Linked DNA regions of Mus musculus: region 2 is linked to region 1. Evidence: chromatin contacts called from public promoter capture Hi-C data. All regions are on one chromosome and are shown on one strand. Each heading gives the region's core, a stretch centred on a gene start, on an enhancer-like site or on the middle of the called end of the contact. The rest is flanking DNA. Distances are from core to core; before and after follow the strand shown. Region 1 holds the start of Capzb (capping protein (actin filament) muscle Z-line, beta). Region 2 holds the start of Spen (spen family transcription repressor).

Region 1 (5,314 bases), core at 1,863-4,362:
CCCCTGAACCATCTCTCTGGCATCTCTCTGGATCTTATTCACAGGCCGAGACCACCAAGATACATTAGAGTCTACTCCACGATTTCGCCTTTTAACAACAGGAGCGAGCTCTCCTATCAGAGCTCTTGTCATCAGTGCCATCTGTGAGCTCCTTGGCCTGTCACTGCTCCAGCCCCACCATGAGCTGGAAGTCAGAAACCAGAGCCCTGTCAGGGCTTTGACACTGTGAAGCACTTAAGGACAGTAGTAAGACTGTCTGCTAAGGGGATGTAAATAAACCCCATTTGCCTAAGCACTTTTACTGGGGACAGTTAACTTGACTCCAAGAAAAATCACTCCAAAGTCAAATGCACTTCAAATCTCTCCCCCTGATGGGTACACTGGAGCTGGCTAGCCATTTGCTCTACCAGCCAACCCACTGAAAACAGAGCTATGGTCCTCTTCATTCATTACCTAGGATGCAGCCCCACTCTGCCACTTCTGGTTTGCCCAAACTACCCACATTAGGGCATCAGATTATACTAGCATAGTAGGCAGTCAGAAAACATTTAGGAGGTTGGGGTACATGAAGAACAAGTTAACGAGTGTCAAACCTGGGTGGCTGCGCTCACAGACCATCCCAGATCACACTAAGCAATCTCCTGTCTCACCCTCACTGTTGCCCAAGCTGGCCTTGAATGCCTTAAACAGCTGAGACTGCAGGTATGTGGCACCACGCCCAGCCTTCCACGACAGATCTTTCAGAGTTAGGTACTGTTCTAGGACCAGATAGACAGGGGCAGAAAACACAAGACCAACATCTCTGTCCCCTAAGAGCTCGGGGATCAGGCCCATAGGCTATGCTCCTGTCTCAAAATGGCCATTTCCTAACAGGAGAGCCACCCAGAGTCTGCAGAGGTAAGCACTTGCTCTCCCTGGCTGGGCCTGAGCATCCATCCCATCATTATGGTTCTTCAACAGTGTCATTATATCAGACACACAACAGCAGACAAGGAAGACCGCAGTCTGGAGGCTGCTAGGCAGGCTCCCACTGGCCAAGAGTGCTCTCCACACAGATGCAACAACATTTTGAATGAGTTACAATGAATGCCCCAGCTTTTCTTCACCTGTCAGATGGACAAAGCGAAAGCCTAGATGATTCTGTGGAGACTAAGTCCCATCTGGCCACTCCACCACCCTCTCCTGCTTTGGTGCTGGGAGTACACACAGAAAACTTCAGTCTACTTTGAAGAATCTCACCCAAAACTGTCCTGGACAAGTCCTTTCCCCCTGCAGACTAAGGTCAGGGGTTCAGACCCCCAGGCCCGTTTCCAGCCAAGAGCAATAACATGAAAACCTGTCTTGCCTATGCTTTTAATCAATATATAGAAAGTTTACTAGCCAATCAGACTTAGTCATCCCCAATACAGTTGCTGCACCCTTGCTAAAACAAGGCACAGGGTACCTCAAAACCATCTAGGGTCCAAAATCCCCTCCTAAATATCGACCAGGCAGGAGGGGAGCCACCTGTAAGGCTACACGGAGCAGGTGGGTTGCCTTCCCTCTCAGCCTACCTTACAAGGCTTCCTTGACCATGTGAGGTAGTTCTCTGGCCCTTCCACCACCAAAGATGGTGGGCCTGCTCTGCAGGTATCCAGGTAGATTAGGGGGTGCAGGGGTATGGGGGAGGAGGGAAGTGACACATCTAAGGCTCCTCAAATAAGTTGCTAGCATAGTGTGCCTGTCTTCATTACCAAAACAAACACCATGAGTGGAGTCCGGGAGCTCTCCGGCCTGTGAGTTTCTGCTCACCTGCTCCGAGGCACCTCCATAATCAGCAGTCCCAACTCTAACAAGCTGACAGTTCAGGGGGAAAGGAAGGCTGCGCCTGCTAGGATGCATCGTGTCCAGGCCGTAGGTTGGGCTGCTGAGCTCCGTGTCCCCCTAGCCCCAGGGCTGCGGCCTCACAAGAGCAATTGTGAGTTCACCCCTGTCCAGTTGGCTTACCAACCCGTCAGCACTCTGCTCCCCACTCAGGCAGGGCACCCCTCAAGACGCGCTCTATTAGCCGCACTACCACTAGGCCCTCCCAAGGGAAATGCCCTGTTCTGCCTTCCGGGCATACAGATGCCGCCCTTCTCTCCCTCGCTCGCCTGCTCACTCACACCGAAGCGGCCTCCCCAGAAAGGGGCAAACCTAGGAAAGGCTCAGTACCCAGACCACCCCCACCCTGGCTGGGGCTCTCCCCCGCTCGCCAGAGGCTGCCCAGAAAGAGCCTCCTAGGAACAGGAGAGGGGACACCTGGGTCAGGAGCAGGACACGGAACAAGCAGGGTCTAGATGGGAGGGTGAGAGCAGCGAAGGGCTGACGCAGGCTAGGCTAAGTCGTGAGAAGTCGGGGGAAGGGGACGGCTAGGGCCGGGGACAGGGAGGTGCAGGGAGGGGGGGAACACAGCTGGAGTAGAGAGGCCACACTTGAGGACCGACCGCAGAGAGAAGATTCCATGACGGTGAAGGAAACAAACCTAGGCAGAGTTCACTGGAAAGGGCTTATCGGGGTGCAGACTGGGGCCATGGAGAGGAGAAGAGTTTGGGGGAAGGGGACCTAGACTGGACCACTGGAGCGAGAACCACGGTCCTAGCCTGGGCCCTGGGGCCGAGGCAGGAGCCCAAGTACAGCCCATGGGATGAAGGCCTGCGAGAGGGGTGCCCGGCCTGGCCCCTGAAGGAAGGAAGGTCTAGCCTGGGATAGGCGAGACTAGCCTGGACTTGCAGGGAGAAGAACTGGGCTCCACATGGAGCCCAGGGCGGGGTCATAGGCTATCAGGGCCTCCCGCCGCCCACTCCGGACCCGAAGAGTGGCGTCTGCCTAGGGTCCGGGACCCCGCCCCTCCCCCACCCCGGATCCCCACCCTTCCCGGGCCGGGCGGGTCGGCGAAGGAGTGGACGCGAGCTCCGGCGGTGAGAGGGGTCCCGGGATGGAGCCGTGAAGGGGTCCCTTTACCATGGTGGCGGCGGCGGCGACGGTCCCTGTCCCGGCGTCTGTGGCTCTCCCCCCCGCAGCAGGGCCCTGCGCTTCCACTTCCCCGGGTGCCCAAGAGTGAACATCCGGGTCAGCGCCCCCCTCCCCCCCCCACCCCCCCGCGCCGGGCAGCCACCACCTTCCTTCCCCGCCCCGGCCAGCCCGACCCGCCCCCCAGCCGCCAGCTCCCGACCAATGAGAGCGCGGGGCCGCAGCGATCGCCAAGTATGGAGCGCCGCGCGGGGGGCGGGGACGGGGGCAGGCCCTGTGGTCGAGTGGGCGTGTCCTGTCTCAGGAGGGGCGGGCCAGGCGCAACGCTCCTGCGCGGCCAGGGCTGTGGCGTTCCGGAGGGACTGGGTCTACTTGCGTCCCTCCTCTGACTGTCAGCCTCGCTTCTCGCAGCTGCAGGACGCGGGCTAGCTGAGGGTGGAGCGGTTCACTGGTTCCCCTGGGCGGAGGATGCGGAAGGCGCCGAAACTAGGAGGGGACCGGCCCTCCGCAACCCACCCGGACCCGGAACTGGTGCGCCGGACGAGGCCCGGCCCCTACAGAGCGAGCGGAACCTGCATGGGGAAGCCGGCTCTGCCGCCCCTGTTGCTGAACACCTGCTATCAGGACCAGGCGGGCAGCTTTTAGGTACCAAAAGATGACAAGTGAATAAGCCATAAGGATCCCTGCCTGCACTTCATAGCTACCAGAGTAGTTGTGGGAAAGACCCGGGTAAGAAGACTAGAACATTTGGGTTCAATAAATGCTGTTTCATATACTTTTTTACATTATGTACAGAGAATCAGCCCGTTTCCCTAAATGAGTATCTCTCTCGAATCATATAGTGACTCAGAAATCCCTCTTTGTTTTCAGGTCTGAAGATTGAACGTAGAGCCTCAGGCAGGCTAGGCTAAGCTCTTCCACTTAACTGCAGCCCCAACCAGAAATTTGCTGTTCAAAAGAGTGAATTTTGTTTTGTTATCTAGAACTCAGGAGCCCTAGAATTGCACGTTTTGTTTATAACAACCCCCTACACGGCTTGCTCACCCTCCGTTTAGAGTCATATCAGGTCCTGAGAAGAGATCAGAAAACATCTGAGGGGAAACTGTGCCCTAGGCCTCTGAGCTTATAGTCAAGTGAAAGCTTGCAGGGACAGCCACCAGCAAAGAAAGCGTCCAGGTAAGTCTCTCAAGAATGACATAGACCAATATTACAGGAGTTCAGAGAAGGGAGTGGCACTTAGAAGGTCATTACACCGGAAGTATTTATCATGTAGCTATTGGCCAAGCACTGTGTAGGAAGCAGGCTGGAGAAATTACAGCTTTGAGCAAAATAGCCCATGATGGCATATGGCTTGTGGGTAAGATTTCACCTCCAGGAATAGAGCCTCTTACAGCCTGGGTAAGTACCCCTGTCCTGAGTTAAGGCCCCTTCAAGCTTGAAACCTGGTCAGAGACCAGGTACCCTATCTAATAAAGTATTGGGGGTGAGATGTGGAAAAACAGTGGATAGAGCAGGTAGACAGACGAGCCCTGTGGTGGTATTTTGGAGGATGGTCCAAGGGGGCTTTAACTCAGAAACTAACGCTTGACCAGATAGCTGAAGGTGGGGATGGAGCAGACCATGCGCCCATTGTCAGCACCTAGGTATCCACAGAGGCCACTGTGGCCAGCCTAAATTGTGTGTGAGCAGCAAACTGCAGTGAGCCTACTGTGTGCTGGACTACAGGGTAACTAGGGAGGGCCTCAGAAAGCTATTTGTGTGTCCCAGACAGTTTTATTTTAATGTCAGAGAAACAATACCTGAGGTTACCCTCAGTTTCCCACATACATGCCTTCCTGCATGGGAACAGACATAAAACACATGTACACACACACACACCGGGGAATTTTTTAAAGCATACATATTGGGCCTAGGGAAGTGCACTGTGGGTAAAGTGCTTGCTGTCCAAGCATAGGGACCTCTCTGATCCACAGCATGTAAAAGCCAGGTACAGCTAGCTGTGTATTGGAGAGATATTCCCAATGCTGTGTGAAAGGCAGGAGGATCTCTGGGGCTTGGTGACTAGCCAGCCTAGCCAAATGGCAAACTCCAAATTCAGTTAGAAAGGCCTATGGTGGTATATACCTATAATCCCAGCACTCAGAAGGCAGAGGCAGGAGGATCTCTGGGAGTTCAAGGCCAATCTACTCTACATAGCAAGCTCCAAGACAGCCAGGACTATACAGAGAGAAGACGAATTCTATGAGAGACGCTGGGTCAAAAAACAGGGTGGATGGGCTGGCTCAGTGGGTAAGAGGACTGACTGCTCTTCCAGGGGTCCTGA
Region 2 (5,358 bases), core at 401-2,900, 2.3 Mb before region 1:
TTTAAGGAGACGAGGCAAGAAGACTGCCTGGGCTACATAGTGAGACCCAGTCTCAAAATGAAGAAGAGGGTGGGAGGGTGTCTCAATGCTTGAGGACACTATGCCTCTTGCAGGGGATCTAGGTTTGGTTGCTAGCACATGATGCTCATAACCATCCCTAACTCCAGCTTCAACTACACACACACACACACACACACACACACACACACATATCTCAAGATATATATGTATATATATATATACATATATACAGACACACACACACATATATATCAAGATATATATATATATATATATACATATATACAGACACACACACACACATATATATATCAAGATATATTATATACATATAAACTTAGGCTATATGGCAGACTAAAATGAACAAATAATAAAAAATAAACCCTAGTACTTTTTATGGAACAAAAGAAACAATTATGTGACCCCAAATATTATTGCTATTATTTATGATTTTTTTCCAATTCAAAATACTGCCTGTTCGGTTGGTGAAGTTATATGGTAGCCGAGGTCTACAGTCTCAGTCCTGAGAGGTGGGCACAAAACTAGAAGTGTGAGACTAGCCTGAGCTATATAAGACCCTTTCTCAAAAATATAAACAGTGGCTCTGGAAGACCCTTTCAAATTAAGCCAAACAAAGAAAACACTACCAAGAACTGGGAATGTAGCCTAGTGATATATTAACACACCTTGTTGGACGCGGGCGAGGTCCTTAGGTAGAACCCTAATTTGTGTGTACTGCACACTTTGTAGACCCTAAGGGCACAACGAAACAAAAAGTGTAGGCTGTACCCGAAGCACCATTTTATTTTTGTGTATGAAAAATTAAAGTATGAGTTGCTGACGGTTTTAATGAGTTAAGATTTTTTTTTTCTGTTACTCCACAGTGGCCTTTTGCGGTTTTATCTTTCTGAAAGCCGGCCTTACATGAAAGGTCAACTGCCAGTTTCAAAAGTCTGGAAGGGCCGGAGGTCTAATACTCTCTGTTTAAAAAACCAACTATTCCAAACCTTCCGAGGGGAAACAGTATGGAATGTCTGTATCCTTTCAGCTTTAATTCTTGTGTGTACTGTAATCATGAGCAAAGACATCTTGCAGAAGGTTTCGCAAGCTCCTATATAAAAAGTTGCTTAATGTTACAAGCCAATGATTCTTGGGAGGGATGGGTTTCTCTGCAGCGCTGGTCCCTTGTCTGGGCGGTGAAAAGGGTGGCCTGGTCCCGACCACTTTCCCAAGCAGGCGGGGAATCTAGGCGTCCGGAAATGGTCAGGGGCGGGCCGTAGGGCAGACAGGCATAGGGACTTTGGCCTCTAGAAACCTCTTGGCGTGGAAACTAACCGGGTTCTCTTGTGTTTCCCCAGAGCAACGCCTGACCGCAGGCAGAAGCGGCCCCATCCTCCCCCACCCCGACGCCTCCGGCGGCCGGCCTCCCGGCCTCCGGCGCGCCTGCGCACTAAGCTGACTGCGCGGGCGCCGCTTCCCGGCTCCGCATTCCTCCCCCTTCCGAGCTCCGCGCGCCTGCGCGCCGGCTGGGAGGCCCTCCGCGTCGGGGCGGGAGGACGCGCGCGCGCCCGCGGCCAGGGGGCGGTGGCCAGGCGGCGGGAGGCGGGCCGCGCGCGCCGGTGGGAAGCGTCCGGCAGCCACAGCGCCGGCTCCGTCGTAGTCGCGGCCGCCCGGGTCTCGCTCGCCCCTCCTCCCGCTCCCCCGCCCGCCGCCGCCCGCGCGCATGCGCCGCCGGAGCGCGAGGGTCGGCTTCGGGTGTTTGGTGGCGGCAGAGCGGAGCTGCGAGGCCCGAGAGTCAGAACCTGGGGGAGAGGGATGGTCTCTGCACCGGGGGGAGCCGGAGGAGCCGCCGCCGCTGCCGACGCCACCGCCGCAGCCGCCGCCGCCGCCGCCCCGGCGCCCGCCTCCCTGCGCTGACGGCCGCGTACGAAGCCGGCGAGGGGGAGCCAGCCACCGCGGTCGCCGGCACACCGCCCAGCATGGTCCGGGAAACCAGGCACCTCTGGGTGGGAAACTTACCGGAGAACGTGCGGGAAGAGAAGATCATCGAGCATTTCAAACGGTGAGTGACACGAGGCCCGGAGCCGCGCTGGCACCTCGGGCGCCTCTCCGGCCCGTTGCTGGCCACCGGCAGAGCGGCGACGCGCGGCTGGCTCCGGCGCTCTGGGCGGGCGGCTGCTGTGCGGCCACCGAAGGAGCGGGAGCGCTGGGGGGCTGCGGGATCGCCTTTTTGCGCGCCGCCTCGCAGTCCAGCGCGACTGGCCGGGGCCCCGAGCGCCCGCAGAGCCCGGGCTGTGCGGACGCCGCAGCCGCGCTTGGCATCGTGCGGCACCGGGAGGTGGCAGGCACCCGGAGCAGTGGCCGCTCTCCGGAGATTCGTGCAGCGGCGGATGCTTCAGCTCTCTGCGCGGCTGGGCGGAGCGGGCTGCCTGGCGCTCGGCGGCGGCTAAATGGGCTGCCCGTGTCCCGGAGCTCGCGGGGAAGGGAGCGCGAACGCCAAGCTTGGCGCTGCGGATGCATTCCCGCGCCGCGCTGGTGACCGAGCGTTTTTTTTTTTTGTTTTTGTTTGTTTGTTGTTTTTTTTTTTTTTACAATAGACCCTTCACCTCGAATTCGTTAGTGAAGTAGCCAAAAAGTGCAAAATTTTAGCGATTAGGTATGACTTTTCGGTTTCTCTAAATACTTTTTGCTTGTGGAAGGAAAAGAAGTAAATGCTGCTTTTCATACCCGTTGGTAGCATTTAGCGCTTATTTGCTCCCAGAAACGCGTGTCCGGGTAACTGGTAGAGGCCTCAGCATGCAACCCCACTTACAATGAGAATTTATTCATACTTTCCGCACATTGAGAAAGAACGTAGCAAATCTGCGATCGCCTGTGGAAATTCACTTCTCCTGATATCCAATACCCTGGAAGGTTCCAAGTTGGGCGTACTCTGAATTCCCACTATCCAGTCGGTGCAGGGAATATAATTAGGAGAAGGAACGTCCTCACATTAGAGTCAACCTGGGAAAATGGGTTGTGTCGCCCGGTCTAGAACCTCTTTGGTGAGGCCTGGGAAGCGTGAGCGCCTTCCTTTCTCTCTCTCTGATGGAGGGCCATTGATTCTGTTGGCCGTTGCTCTGACCGGGGGTATTAAATCTTCGCCTCCGGGGCGCGCGTGTGCGCGTGCCCGCGTGTGAAAAGGAGCTGGGTATAGTGAGGCCATTCATAACCTGCCGGGATGTCCTCCGCAGGCCTGGGGGAGGTGCGCGCTGCCTGGGACTCCGGGTGTTTACTACGTTGTGTCTGAGACACGGGAGAGGGGGAGGTCCGGAGATGGAGTGTTGGCCGGGGTGCCCGGGGATGAAAGGGGACTGCAGCAGCTGGAGCGCCAGCAGATGGGAACTTTCTCTGCCCGTGCTGCTCCACCCCTCGGCTCGGGTCTCTGCCCTCTAGTAGCAGGTCCTCAGCGTGGAGAAGATAGCACTCCGCTTTCTTAGGTTCTGGAGTGGAAACCCCTCTGCGCTGTACCTCCTTTAAATCGCCCAGTGGCTCTTCCATGGGTCTCTGCATGGGAAATTGATACGCACCCGACGTGCAAACACGTGCATCGCCTCATTCGCTCTGCTCCTGTGTTGGGTGGTCAGACTTGACATTTTACATCATGCAGATTTCAGAGGCACGGCTTGCCTCAGACCTGGAGTTTGACCCCCTGTGCAAGCCGAGGGAGAGGGAGAGCAGCGAGGGAGGAGGTTGGGCGCAGTCCTGGGAGGCTTGGAAGCGTGGTGCCGCGGTCCGGCTGGTGTGAATGACTCTCTAAGATGGCGGCCAGGACCCACTTTATGTGGGAATCTGCGGAGCCGCTCCGAATGCACGGCAGGGAGGGCGGGAGGAGGCTCGCAGGAGGGCTGCCCGGAGAGCCCGAGGAACGCGGCGCTAGACGAAGGCTCACCGGCACACTGCTGACCCCGCGTTTACAGCAGCGCTTTATCAGATGCTCTTGGTAAAAAGATTATTTGAAGCCTCTGCAGATGTGTGTCCCCAAAACTCCTGTATCGTAAAAGCGACAGTTCTCACTTTGAGACGAATGGATTTTATTTGGTTAGTACACCTTTAATGGGAGCAGAGCATGAGAAGGTAACAGAAAGTAATCTCCCCTTCACCCTTGACCCAGGAATTCCCAGTTCTCACCCCCCCCCCCAAACAGGTACTCACTGTTTCTGGTTTGTTGCTTATCTTTATGCCTACAAAAATGTTCTTGCCGGTTCAGTTGTGGAGCTAAGTATAGATCTCTTTCTCCATATAGTGGAATGTGTTTTGTTGTGATCGCCGCCAGGAAGGAAAAAGAGAATTTGAATCATTTAAACGAAAGGGATGGAAAGGCACTAAGATGACAAGGAAACTTAATGGCGTTCAGACTCTGCCCTGTAGACCTCAGAAACAGAAGAACTCCGAGATGCCTATGTTAAACCGAACCAGAGTGCCTTTTCCTACCCTTTTCCCTAGCTGATTACAACATTAACTAATAACTGTTCTACAGGATTAAGAGGTGTACACTGGGAATACATTACATAAAATGCTTCAAAGACGAATGTTCTTTTAACAGTGGTTAGGCTTTTGCAGTAGGTATTTGGATTAAAAGGACAACAACAACAAAAAACCGTGGAGGCTAAATCAGACAGCTGTGGAGGCAGAGATAAAGGCCTCCCTCCCTCCCTCCCTCCCTCCCTCCCTGCCTCCCTCCCTCCCTCCCGGCTGGCTCTCTCCCTTGCTCGGGTTCTGACCAGTGCTTTCACAGCACGGCAGATGGAGGAAGGGTGCTGATCCACCCCCCCATGCCCCCTAGTGCCGAAGAAAGGCAGCCCAAGAACATGGAGTATTTTTAAAAATTGGCTGTACCTTCTTGCATATAATAAGTCTACTGTGTTCATTTTCTTTACAGCTTTCCATATGCTGAATTAAGAAAATTAAAAGACTGTTTCTGAATAGGGATTTAGTTAACAAAGATCCATTACAGGGCCACAATGGAGAAAGTCCTTTCTTTCTTTTGTGTGGTAGTGGAGCTAAGGGGCTGGAGGGGGCACCACACAACAATTGGTTGCTGTCTGGTAGAGCGAGGTGTGTGCCAGGGCGCCTGGAATTCGAGTTACCAAACGGGTAGAATCCCTCAAAGACTAACCCTTCTCTCTACCTTCCTTTCAGGGTTAAGTACATCACGCAGTGCATTTTCCTTGACTGCCCATCAGTGGTACTTTGCAGATAGGATAAATATTATGTAGTAACTGCCCAGGGGAAGCCTTTTTAAAACATTGTCAAAAGAATGAAACTGGTTAAAAATCTTCTTTATTGAGACAAGGT

The links. Promoter capture Hi-C pulls out the DNA fragments that hold promoters and counts their contacts.
Region 2: a contact with region 1 is called in a promoter capture Hi-C map of pre-B cells, with 4 times the contacts expected there. The contact joins the promoter of Spen here to the promoter of Capzb in region 1.

What each region holds. Positions count from the first base shown.
Region 1 is chr4:139,190,697-139,196,010 of GRCm38.p6, reverse strand. Capzb (capping protein (actin filament) muscle Z-line, beta) reads right to left here and starts at 3,112. Exons shown (of 9, transcript NM_009798.4): 1 at 2,983-3,112. The coding sequence starts at 2,985.
Region 2 is chr4:141,534,889-141,540,246 of GRCm38.p6, reverse strand. It overlaps Spen (spen family transcription repressor), which reads left to right and starts at 1,650. Exons shown (of 16, transcript NM_019763.2): 1 at 1,650-2,083. The coding sequence starts at 2,001. Gm4123 (predicted gene 4123) reads right to left here and starts at 4,698. Exons shown (of 2, transcript NR_166589.1): 1 at 4,216-4,698; 2 at 2,830-4,050.